2 separate regions of the Mus musculus genome follow, and region 1 is linked to region 2. The links are chromatin contacts, called in public promoter capture Hi-C maps. All regions are on one chromosome and are shown on one strand. Each heading gives the region's core, a stretch centred on a gene start, on an enhancer-like site or on the middle of the called end of the contact. The rest is flanking DNA. Distances are from core to core; before and after follow the strand shown.

Evidence for each region. Promoter capture Hi-C pulls out the DNA fragments that hold promoters and counts their contacts.
Region 1: a contact with region 2 is called in a promoter capture Hi-C map of embryonic stem cells, with 13 read pairs. The contact joins the promoter of Cryl1 here to the promoter of Gjb6 in region 2. A contact is called at or near these places in 7 of 39 promoter capture datasets (3T3-L1-derived adipocytes, cranial neural crest, embryonic stem cells and 2 more), 3 of 115 datasets of contacts at active chromatin or transcription factors (embryonic basal ganglia, embryonic stem cells and stem cell-derived neural progenitor cells) and 2 of 9 other capture datasets (embryonic stem cells and pancreatic islet).

What each region holds. Positions count from the first base shown.
Region 1 is chr14:57,395,992-57,401,404 of GRCm38.p6, reverse strand. It overlaps Cryl1 (crystallin, lambda 1), which reads left to right and starts at 2,922. Exons shown (of 8, transcript NM_030004.3): 1 at 2,922-2,997. The coding sequence starts at 2,957.
Region 2 is chr14:57,131,241-57,136,558 of GRCm38.p6, reverse strand. It overlaps Gjb6 (gap junction protein, beta 6), which reads left to right and starts at 2,948. Exons shown (of 3, transcript NM_001010937.2): 1 at 2,948-3,373.

The sequences.
Region 1 (5,413 bases), core at 1,673-4,172, 260 kb before region 2:
TTGTTCTCTGGCCCCTAGAGACACTTGCTCCTACTTCAGCACATAAATATAAAAATTCAAAGCTGAGATCCACATCCAAGAGAGAACATAGAATGTTTGTCTTTCTGGGCCTGGGTTGTCTCACTTAGTGTATACATTATTGATCACTACTAGGAAGCTGGTTGAGCCCCCTCCCTTTGGGTTGTATGGCAGCATCATTGTGCAGGAATATCTCATTAAATCACTGGCTATTGATGGGTAAGTCGATCTTGAACCACCCTGCACCCTCACGAAGAACCTGATAGTGAGGTTAGAAGTTCCTATTCTCTAGCTTTAAGATTCATTCCCCTGACAGTGGTCCCTACCCTGAGGAGGCCTTCCCAAGTCACTCACTAACTAAACTCAGGTGTGGACAAAAAGGCCGTGCTCTGAATAGTGTGAGGTGTTCCTTTCACCCAGAGTTCCCAAGCTCAGGTTATAGTGAGGCTTTTAGGAGCTCGGCAGCAGCTCCCCTGAGTTGTCAGTTTTCTCTTGCCATAACACACATTGGAAGCTAGGCTTTCTACGGAGGATGTATGTTACCTCACAGTACGGGAAGCTACCAGTCCAAGATCAGTGACCTCCATTTTGGCCACTGCTGGGTGTTCCTTGGCTGCACAACACAATGAAGAAGGAATTAAAAATAGCTGCATGGAGATGCATGTGGTAGGTTAGCCTTATTTATACTAATTCGCTTGGTGACAACTAACTAGGGTCGCCCAGCACTACATTAAGTTGGGGAATATGTACCCAATGACCTAATCGGGTCTCTCCATCTCCCCTGGGACCCTTCCCCCTGCTTCTTTCCCTCTTGTCTCCAGCTCAGTATTTGACTATGAATGATCTTGAGTTGGTACTTTTGATCCTGAGCTGTGGCAGATGCTCTCCCAAATGACTTACTGTGACCTTGAAATGATCCATAAGAGGTAGCTACTGGCAACCATGCTAATCAAACCTATTATAAGTACACGAGCCCTTTATTAATTGCTAGACCAACGTGGGCTCATGACTCCAAAATGTCTCTTGATGTTCAAGCTCAGGGGCATGGTGTTTTTAAAAACAAAAACCACAATTGCACTAGTGCTAGAGGTAGGGTTCACATTAGTGAGGAATTTGGGGTGTCCTAGTAACATCTAAGTTTTCTTGTAAAACTCAGCAGTATTTTTTAGACACTACTTCTTTTTTATTTATACACCCTCTTAGTTGGTTTAGCTTTAGCTTGTGCAAACATTAATTATTTTGGTTAATATGCCTGGACCATGGTCAGGATCATGCACTGAAAATAAGCATTGCCAAGGCAGATACGGCTTTTGCAGGATTGAAGATGGAGGAGTGTCTAGGCAGACACAAAATAGGATAAGGTGGCATTCATAACCTTAGTCATTTGACCTTCTTCTTCAGAAAGGAAGAGACAGTTTAAAGCTGCCTTAGGTTTGTAAGAAAATATGTCTTAGTTAGAGTTTCTATTACTTCAACAAAACACCATGACCAAAAAGCAAGTTGGGGAGGAAAAGGTTTAGTCTTGCAGTTTGTCACCGAAGGAAGTCAGGTCAGGGACTCAAGCAGGGCAGGAACCCGAAGGCAGGAACTGATGCAGGGGCTATATAGGGAGCTGCCTACTGGCCATCCACAATGGGCCCTCCCCTCTTGATCACTAGTTGAGAAAATGCCTTAAGCTGGATCTCATGGAGGCATCTCCTCAACTGAGCAGCCTTCCTCTCTGATGACTCCAGCTTGTGTCAAGATGACACAAAACCAGTCAGTACACTCTCCCTTGCAGAGAGGGACTGGCCATCAGTGTAATTTGGCCGATCTGATGGGTAAAAGGTGTTTTCCTCGTGCCACTTTTCATCTCATTTAAACGGGGCTCGGCATCTTCAAATGTTTATTGATAATTTGTGGAACTGTTTAAAAACCTGACTGCCTCAGAGGTTTCTCTTTCCGAATCCCTGACAAGGTGGTGGGAATAAGGCAAGTGTCTACTCTCCTGAATCTGTCAGTGTGAGTGTGTTCTGATTTCAGCTTTTCCCAAACTGCTGGCCTCAAAGTGTTTCCACTTCCGATTGTGGGCACAAAACTTGTGTCATGCAGTGTAATGCCTCTCGTTCTCTGGTCTCAGACCCAAGTGTAATCAGGGCACTAGCCTTTTTTTTTTTTTTTTTTTTTTTTGCAACAGGGTCTTGCTGTCTCTGAATGTAGCCTGGCTGGAACTCCCGGTTCAGCCTCCCAGGTTTTGCGAGAGCAGGTGCATTCCATCACGCCCTGCTTGGTTTTTCTTTTTCTTTTCCTAACACATTTGGCACTGCACGCCTCTGGAAGGAGGAAGTAAGGCACACAGAAGCTGTGGTACGCTACAAGGAATTCAAATTCGTCCTTCCGTTTCTCAGAGTAACATATCCGGAGTTTCCATTTGTAGCTTGTCCCTTAAGTATCCGGGCCTCCGTTCACATCAGTGAAGCCAGGCTGCAGGTATCTCACCAGACCTGGATTTCCAGTGTAGAGTAGAATGTAAACAGTGGAACAAAAGTCCTTAAAGTGACAAACTGGTGCTAACGTCTTTAAAGCAACATTTTCTTGAAAGTGTCTCTGGGGTGAACCTTTGCGCCAACCTGGCAGTATCCGCTCATGGTTTAATGGTTTCCTGTTAGAAACTTAAAAATAAAAATTGCTCAGCTCAGAAGTGTCTGGTCTTCCCTGTTTGCATCCACCGTCCCACGCTCCCCGGTGCTAGAGCCCAGTGGCCTTCCTGAAGTCTCTCCCCGAGGGCTCCGCCTCTCCTGCGCCTTGGCCCCTCCCCGGAGCTTGTCAGCCAATGGGATAGTCCTCATGAGGTTTGGGCACGCCCACCCAGGCGCCCAGCCTTATTCTGGCGCGCGACCCGCTCTGCTTTGCTCGCTCCCTCCGCTAACGCAGCTGTACAGCCAGGCCCGGATCTGCCATGGCGTCCCCAGCAGCGGGCGGGGTGGTGATCGTAGGCAGGTAAAGGTCTCAGTGGCGCCGTGCTGCAATGGCTGGCGCCCTGGCAGCGTCCCGAACGCGGGACCTCCCGCGGGCGGCCGTGGGTGCCTCGGGTGGGCATCAGGCTGTACCTCGCTCCTCCAGGCGCTTCGCACTTGGGCTCCGAAGCTAGTCTGGCAGTAGACTAGGTGGTGGCCGTGGCTTAGCCAAGCAGTAAGGAGAGCCTTAAATCGGTGCGGGGTCACTTTTGTCAGCGCAGGCCAGAGGTGCCTGGCATCATTGAATACTAGCAATGAACCTGCGAAAACTGTGTTCTTATGCTTTTGAGACGGAGGTCTTGTGTAGCTCATCCTGGCCTCAAAATTTCTAGGTTAGCTGAGGCTATCCTTGAACTCTTGATCCTCCTGCCAAATACCCCAGCGTGAAAGCAGCTTATTCTTATTAAGAACGCAGACAAGAGTTTTACCAAGATGATAGTAACTAACGGATAACTATTGGCCTGGGTTGGCAAGGAGGCTGGTTCGCATGCACCACTGGGCTAGGCTAAATCTCTCGAGGCAGAAACCTTGTCAGTCAAGGCACCCTGCTTTCCTGTGTGTATGTGTCCCAAGGCAGGAGGCTGAGTCACTTTAACAGCCCAAGTTCATCTGACACACCAATTTCTGTTCTCATGATTCCCCTTTCTCCTTATTGCTTCTTTTTTTAAAAAATAAGAACGCTTAGAATATCTTTCATTGCCTAGCTGTCTGAAAGTCTATCAACGTGTAGCAACACATAATAACTAGTATTGGTTGGTAGCTATTAAAGGAGTGGCTTCATGTCCCTGCTTATAGTTTTGGCTACTTGTTGTTCTGCCTGCAGACCAGTCCCAAGTTCAGGCTTTTTCCTTGAGAGTTCTTTGGAGGGAGGTGTCAGAATGCTGTTGCTATTTTCTCTCTTACAGAACTGCAGAATTAGCTGTACCTTTGTCCTTTCCCGTGGTTGCCTGTGGTTGAATGGTCAAGAAATATCAAAAGTGTGCACTTTGCTCCTGTGGTGAACTGTGCTGCCTCGCCTTCTGTGAGAGCCACTGGTGTCACGGGCTAGGTTTTTGCAGGTCTCCGTTGGGAAGTAGATCTCTGCCTGCACCTGACAGGTGTCATGTGGGATTTTGACTGGATTTTGCATTCGTCTGGCTGTGGGTGGTTCATAGACTCCCAAGGAGAGACTCAACAGTCAGTTATTTCTGAGCTCATGGACAGGGAACTAGAAGGGGGCCGGGACATCTTAAGGAGCACAAGATGACCTGAGCTATTGTTTTCTAATGTGGAAATTCTGTCTTCTGCTTACTCCCTCATCCTTCCCCGTCCTTCTTTCTCATTTGCTTATCCAGCTGTCAGTCAATCATCTATCTATCTATATTATATCTACTACCTATCTTCTACCATCTTATCTCATCTCTATCAACTTTATTTCTGTCCTATCACTGACCGTCTCTATCTTTCAGGGCCCCATGGGTGACTCATGGGAATATCCGTTTTAACTGATGGCGCCCAGAATGTAAATCAATGCCTTAATACCTGGATGAAGAGCTTGGCCGGGCTGCTCCCTTGCGCACCTGCACGCCTGTAATCCTAGGAAGGTGGAGATGGGAGGATCTCAAGTTCCAGGCCAACCTGGGCAAGAATCTCAAACAAAACCAAAAACAACATAGAAATAGACCTGGCAGCGATTCACTGCTTTCTTTTGAAAGAAGTTAGACAAGTTTTTAAAAATATATTTATTTGTGTGTGTGTGTGTGTGTGTGTGTGTGTAGGTATATGTAGTATGAGTAGAGATCAAAAAACAACCTTGTGGAGTTGGTTTTCTCCATACCCTTATGTGGGGCCTGGGGATCAAACTCAGATTAGGTCCCTAGGTTTTCATGGCAAACACCTTTACACCCCAGGCCTCTCCCTGGGCTGTTCTTCCTCTTCTATCCCTCTATCTTGTTCCCTCTCACTCCTTCCCTCTCTCCCTTTCTTCCCCTTCTTCTTGAAGTGTGAGGATTAAACTCAGGGCCCTGCAAGTGTGGGTAAGTTTCTTATTGACCTATACCCTAGGTCATTTTTACCCCATCTGATATAGGACCTTACTATGTAGCCTAGGCTGGCCTGGTTCTCCTGTTTCAGCCCTCTAAAAGTGCCAGAACTATAAAAATGTGTCAGGTTACTGGCTCACTGTAAGTGTGTGTGTGTGTGTGTGTGTGTGTGTGTGTGTGTGTGTGTGTGGCAGGGTTCATGTAGCCAAAGCTGAACTCTGATGCAAGATATTTAATCTTATTGTGAACGCCAAGATTGTGTTATTTACTGAAAAAAAGCTGTTTCTAGTTGTGGTGTAGCTCAGCCTTAGCCCACACCTCTTATCCCTCGGGCTGGAATACAGACAGACCTTTACTACACACCTTTAAACCCAAACA
Region 2 (5,318 bases), core at 1,699-4,198:
AGGTACTGTTTTCTGATCCTCTTACCCCTTCCTTCTGAATGCTGGGATTACAGGTATCTACTACCACACCTAGTTTGGACTATTCAGGGGATCAAAGCCAGGGCTTTATGCATCTAGGCAACTGTACTAATCTGAGCTACATCCCCAGTCCCACAAACACTTCTCAGATGCACTGACCAGACACCTGCTGGGATCCCAAAGTCCAGGCAACTGAAGAGCCAGAGGATGCCGTCAGTGAGAGTCTCACAGCAGAGCAGGAAGACCAACCACAACTCTGCAAATAAGCACACATCCTACAGTGGAACTCCAGACAAGGGGCACAGCGCCTTAGAAAAATGCCTGATTCCAGTGCTGGAGCCGTGAGTATCTGAAGTGAGCCTGCAGCATCTTACAGCGACAGATAGAAAGGGCTGCAGTAGACACACATATGCACCACTGTGGGTGCGCAACAAAAGGAAGCCCAAGGCGAATGAAAAAGTGGAAACAACAAAACAATGAAGGCAGCAGTGGATTGTCATTCAAAGTGCAGAGCCCATCCTCACGATGCAGAGCTGATCCCCAGGAGGACATGGTGAAGAAGTGACTGGGAAAGGGGGCAAATCTCATCTGCATAAACTAACAGATCGTGTGGGCTGTGCAGGTGATCTCCTTCAGAGAAGTACTCCATGGAAGGGGGACAGAGCGATCTTGTAGTGGCAACACCTGACAGGCACTAACTCAGCCACTTGGCACAGTGGGCATCAGCAGTGGGGGAGGGAGGGTGCAGTTCATTAGTTATGTGTCTTTGATGTGTGGAAAACAACTCTTCCCTCCCATGGCCGTTCTCTCAAAGTACTTAACCCCCAGTCAATCTGGTGCACAGAACCAGATGAACCCCAACAAGGGACGGTCTGCTAAATACAATCTGGGCCTGTTGCAGAGTACATAAATGTTTGCTTTTATTTCAAAGAACACACATTTTCTTGTCTTCCTGGCATGGAGAACTACGCCAGTGACAAACGCAGTCTGGTTCTGCGTTTCCAGACTGGACAGTGACAATGTGAGCATTGGGGCAGGGCTCTCTCCCTTCTATGCACCAGCTGCCAGGCAGGGGTAGTGAAGAGTCTCCTCCCCTCCTTTTGCAAAGGAACAAGAGGGCAGAAATGTTCTCACGAGCCTCTTGTGCTCACCTCCTCTTGTCTCGTATTTCGGAATCCACACTTCACACATCTCGTGCCGGTTAAATTTGGGGCCTTAGAACTCACAATGGCAAAGCAGAGGGAAGGCATTATTCAGGTTAGTTCTGGTTGCCAACCAAGTCTACAAGGGTCTGTCTCAGGGTGGTCTGATGCTTTGAGACGGTAGATTTGTCCCCTGAATGTTTTCATGTCTGACACACAAAGCCACCGGGTCCGCCCCTACTCTGGGCATCTTTGTAGCCTTCCCACATGATGTTTAACTGACTTCAGTTTCCAGATCAGTAAGCTCACCAAGTCTCCATTAATTGCTGCAATAAACCTGCCTGACAAGAAGAGAAGAACACTGACCACTAAAGGTGCCTAGAAGTATGTGAAAAGATCAAAGGCCTCTGCACTGGCACAGAGGATGTGAGCAAGAAGGACGTGATTTTCTGTGTCAAGTGTGCTCCTCTTTGGACACCTGTGTGATAAGGCAATCCTCCGGGCTCTTTCTTCTGACTTCTGTCCTGTGTGGTCCTGGGGCATCTTCCACCTGCTTGCCCTGGTACTGCTGTACAAGGAGCCAGAACCGGGGTAATATTTATTCTATAGGAAGAAGCAAGAGTTGTCCTTCGGGATTATCTGCTGTGCTGGTTCAGCTCTGTTAAGCAATGCACAGATCCTTGTGGATCCATGCCTACTATGTGCAAAGTGACCATTACTGTAGGAATGAAGAAAGCAAGAACTTAAAACTTAAAAATATATTGATGATCCCCAAAGAAGTTTACAATCTGCTCAGGGGGAAAATGACCACACGTGAGCCTGACTGGATCATGTGTGCTTTCAGGTGAGGTGGAGAAGGAACTAAGAACGTGTTGTAGTCAGACTGTGGGAGGCAGGGAGGGACACCAGGGTAGCCTACAGCGGCCTTGTTTTTGTCTCCATCCCTGGGTTCAAGGTCATTCTAGAGACCATCTGTATGCTCCAAATTTTCATGATTCGGGTCCAATTCCGAGAACTCTGGTTCAAGTATTTTATTAAGGTGGGTTTTTATAAAGCGTTGACTCAACCTCCATGACCTGGGAGAGACATTTTAGGAAGCACTATTACTCTCGTTTTGTGAGAGAACGTGAACCAACAGGTAGAATGTAGCTAAAGTGAGAATATGACCCAACAGGTAAGAACATACCTGCCAGCCAATTTTGTAAAATAACCAAGTTACACATGTTACAAGTCTTGTCTGAAGTAGCACAGGGCAGGCCCTGTAAAACTAGGTCCTTACATGGCTTCCAACATTTCCAGCCCAGGACCCCCTGTACCACCCTCTATGCTTGCCTTGACCTTACCCTGCCCTTGATGTGACAGCAGACACAGTGGGATCTCTCAAGATGGAAGTCCACTCCCCTTCCCTGGACAATGCAGGAAGGGATTCAGATGACTAATAAAAACAAACCTTTGAGACTCCTAAGTGGTCATTAAGGAATAAAGAACCTCCAGGCTGCTCTAGAGGAGAGGGTGCCCAAAGGGTCTAGAAAGGATGAAAACAAACCAGTTGTCTTCCTACCAGGATGACCAACAGGAGAGACTCACTACTAGCTGGGTCCACAAGCCTGTTCCCCGTACTCTGGATAGCCCTCACTTCATTAAGGGCCCTCCAGTGTCCAGCCCCAGCAAGGCCCCAGCGGGCAACTTTTCCCTGTCCTTGATGGGATCTGGCTGAGCTTGCCCATCGCGGTCCACGCTCCACCCACATCCACAAGAAGGGACAAGCCTTCTGTCCCCAACCCAAGGGAAGACCAGCCTACACCTGGAGTCTCTCCTAGGGGACACTCGCAGTGGTCCCTGGCTTCAGAAGAAGGATCCCAACGAGTGCCCTAATATAGTACCACTAAGACCTGGCCCTAACAGGGAAGGTCCCCTGCCCCTTGCTCCACAGAAGGGGACCCGCCCCGCTCCTCTGTCCCGGAGAGAGGGCGGTGCGCACCACAGAAGGCGCGTCGAGTGCCCGCGCTCCTCTCCCGCAGCCCTCCCGTGCGGCGTCAGGCAGAGGCGGGGTGGGGGCGCGGTTAAAAGAAGCCACAGGTGGAAACCGGGGCTCCACCCGCACTGTCCCCGATTCCATTCCCGCTGTGAACCGCCGGCGCCTGATCCAACCTACGCTCAGGGTAGGAGCTCTGAGTGCCGCTGCGAGCCTGGAGCCGGCTCCCACCGAGCAGGTAAGCGCGAGTGGGAGCATTTCCTCCGAGAAACCCGGGCAGGTAAAGGAAGTGGTCTGTTCCCTTTCTCGCCAGATTTGTGGGACGAGGGGGTGGCAAGTATCTCCAGGCGGCCCGGCGGTTACAGACAGTCTTGACCATGCGGGGGGTGGGGGGGGGGGAGGCGGGGGTTTGCCAGCATCCTTATCTGCCTCCCATCGGCATCCCGCCTTTGCGAGCCCACCGGGAACTGGAACCGCGGCAGGGTGGTTGTCACCCGCGCCGCCCCCTCCCTCGTGCCCTGCAGTAGGAACTGGGATGGACTAGTTTGACTTCTGCATGCACCATGCCCCTCTGACTTGCACGACAGGTTTTATAAACACACCAGGCTGTTTAAAGTGACTAGAGTCCGGATTAAGTCCCTTTTCTCATTTCCTTTGCTGGTTTGGGGCTGTCATCGATTTGGGGAGCGGGCAGAAAAGCACAGCAAGGAATGATGTTTATGGTCAGTCAAACCCTGCGACTTGGAGAGAAATGCCCATTCAGGCTGCATGATTAAGACTCTGGAACTTATGAAACGAAGATGACAGTATAGTGCACAATAGTAATTAAAAGTAATTGGTGACATGTCGAATTAAAAAGTTCAGACGCGGATAATACTTCCTGAATGAGCCTAGTTCCAGGTGTTAGCAGCCTGGGTTTTGCAAACTTGGGCTCCCTTCTATTCCTGGGGACCAGGCCTCCGGTCTCAGAGAATGTGGCCTTCATACAGCTATGGACACTGGAAAGTCCGTGGACCTGCAGCCGCGGTAAGGGACACCAACCAGGAGACTTTAGTCCGTTCGAGCCTGATTAAGTTTAACGCTGCAGTCTTGTTTTCTTTCAAGTAGATGCTATGTTTTCTTTGCCCCAGTTCTAACAGAATCCAAGCAGTGTTCTAGAAGAAAAACGTCCTGTCCTGATGCAGTTTCCTTAGAACTGCAGGATGCTGCTCAGAACGGCCCCTGTGGAGAGCTTTGTCAGCTCTTTGGATTCAGCAGAGTCTTTTGGGGGGGGGGGGGGTGCTGTCTGAACTCTGCCAAGAAAGGGGGGAGGTGATGGAAAAAGCCTGCTGTCACATAACTGGGGGTGCGAAGGGTTCCTGTTCACCTCACAGGGGGACTTGAGACCCACAAGACTGATCCACCAACCCAGGTCACACTGGTGGCTGTTATTGAAAGGTAAATTCCCATGGTGACTTTGTTCTCTATTTCTGTTTTCTCTCTTGGCGTGTGAGATACGGAGAAGAGTTGGGTAGGGTCTTTCAACGATTTTATCAATAGAAAGAAAGCTCAGACTTGTACATCCTCAGTCTGAAAATTCCAGAGTCTAGGTTTGTGTGCATTGGTTAGGTGGGATACAATCATGGGAAGATTGTTTGTAACTGAAGTTTCTTGGTCCCGGGGGCCATAATCTTACACTGTCCTAGGCAGGATTTTCAGGAGCTGTTGCTTGATCTGGGAGGGTGGAACTGGGCCCCAGGAGCCTCCCCTGCCTCTTTCAGAGTTATTTAATTGTAATTGAACCTAAAGGAAGTGTTTGGAGAGGAGAGAGCCTTGCTTGGAACAGGCAGCTGCTAAGAAGGGCCTAGGGAAGGGATGTTGAAATTAATTGTCGTTTGGAGCTCAGTGGAAGAAGAAACACAGTTTTGTGGCTTGCCCATTCTTCTATGTAAAGGCACAGCAAAGGTCTCGTTGGCGCCAGTGGATGTTGACAAGGTATATGAATCCTAAACCTGATGCCATCACTACTCACTGTTTTGAAATCATAGATCCTGATGGTTTGCGTCATTAAATTTCAAACTGGACTATCAGGTTGTCTCTTGGGTCACCTGAGATTTCTAGAGATTTCTTGATTAAAGGATGACTTTTTAGTTTTCAGATTTTTTTTTTTTTTTTTTTAAACTCTGGTATTGGGAAGGTGGCTG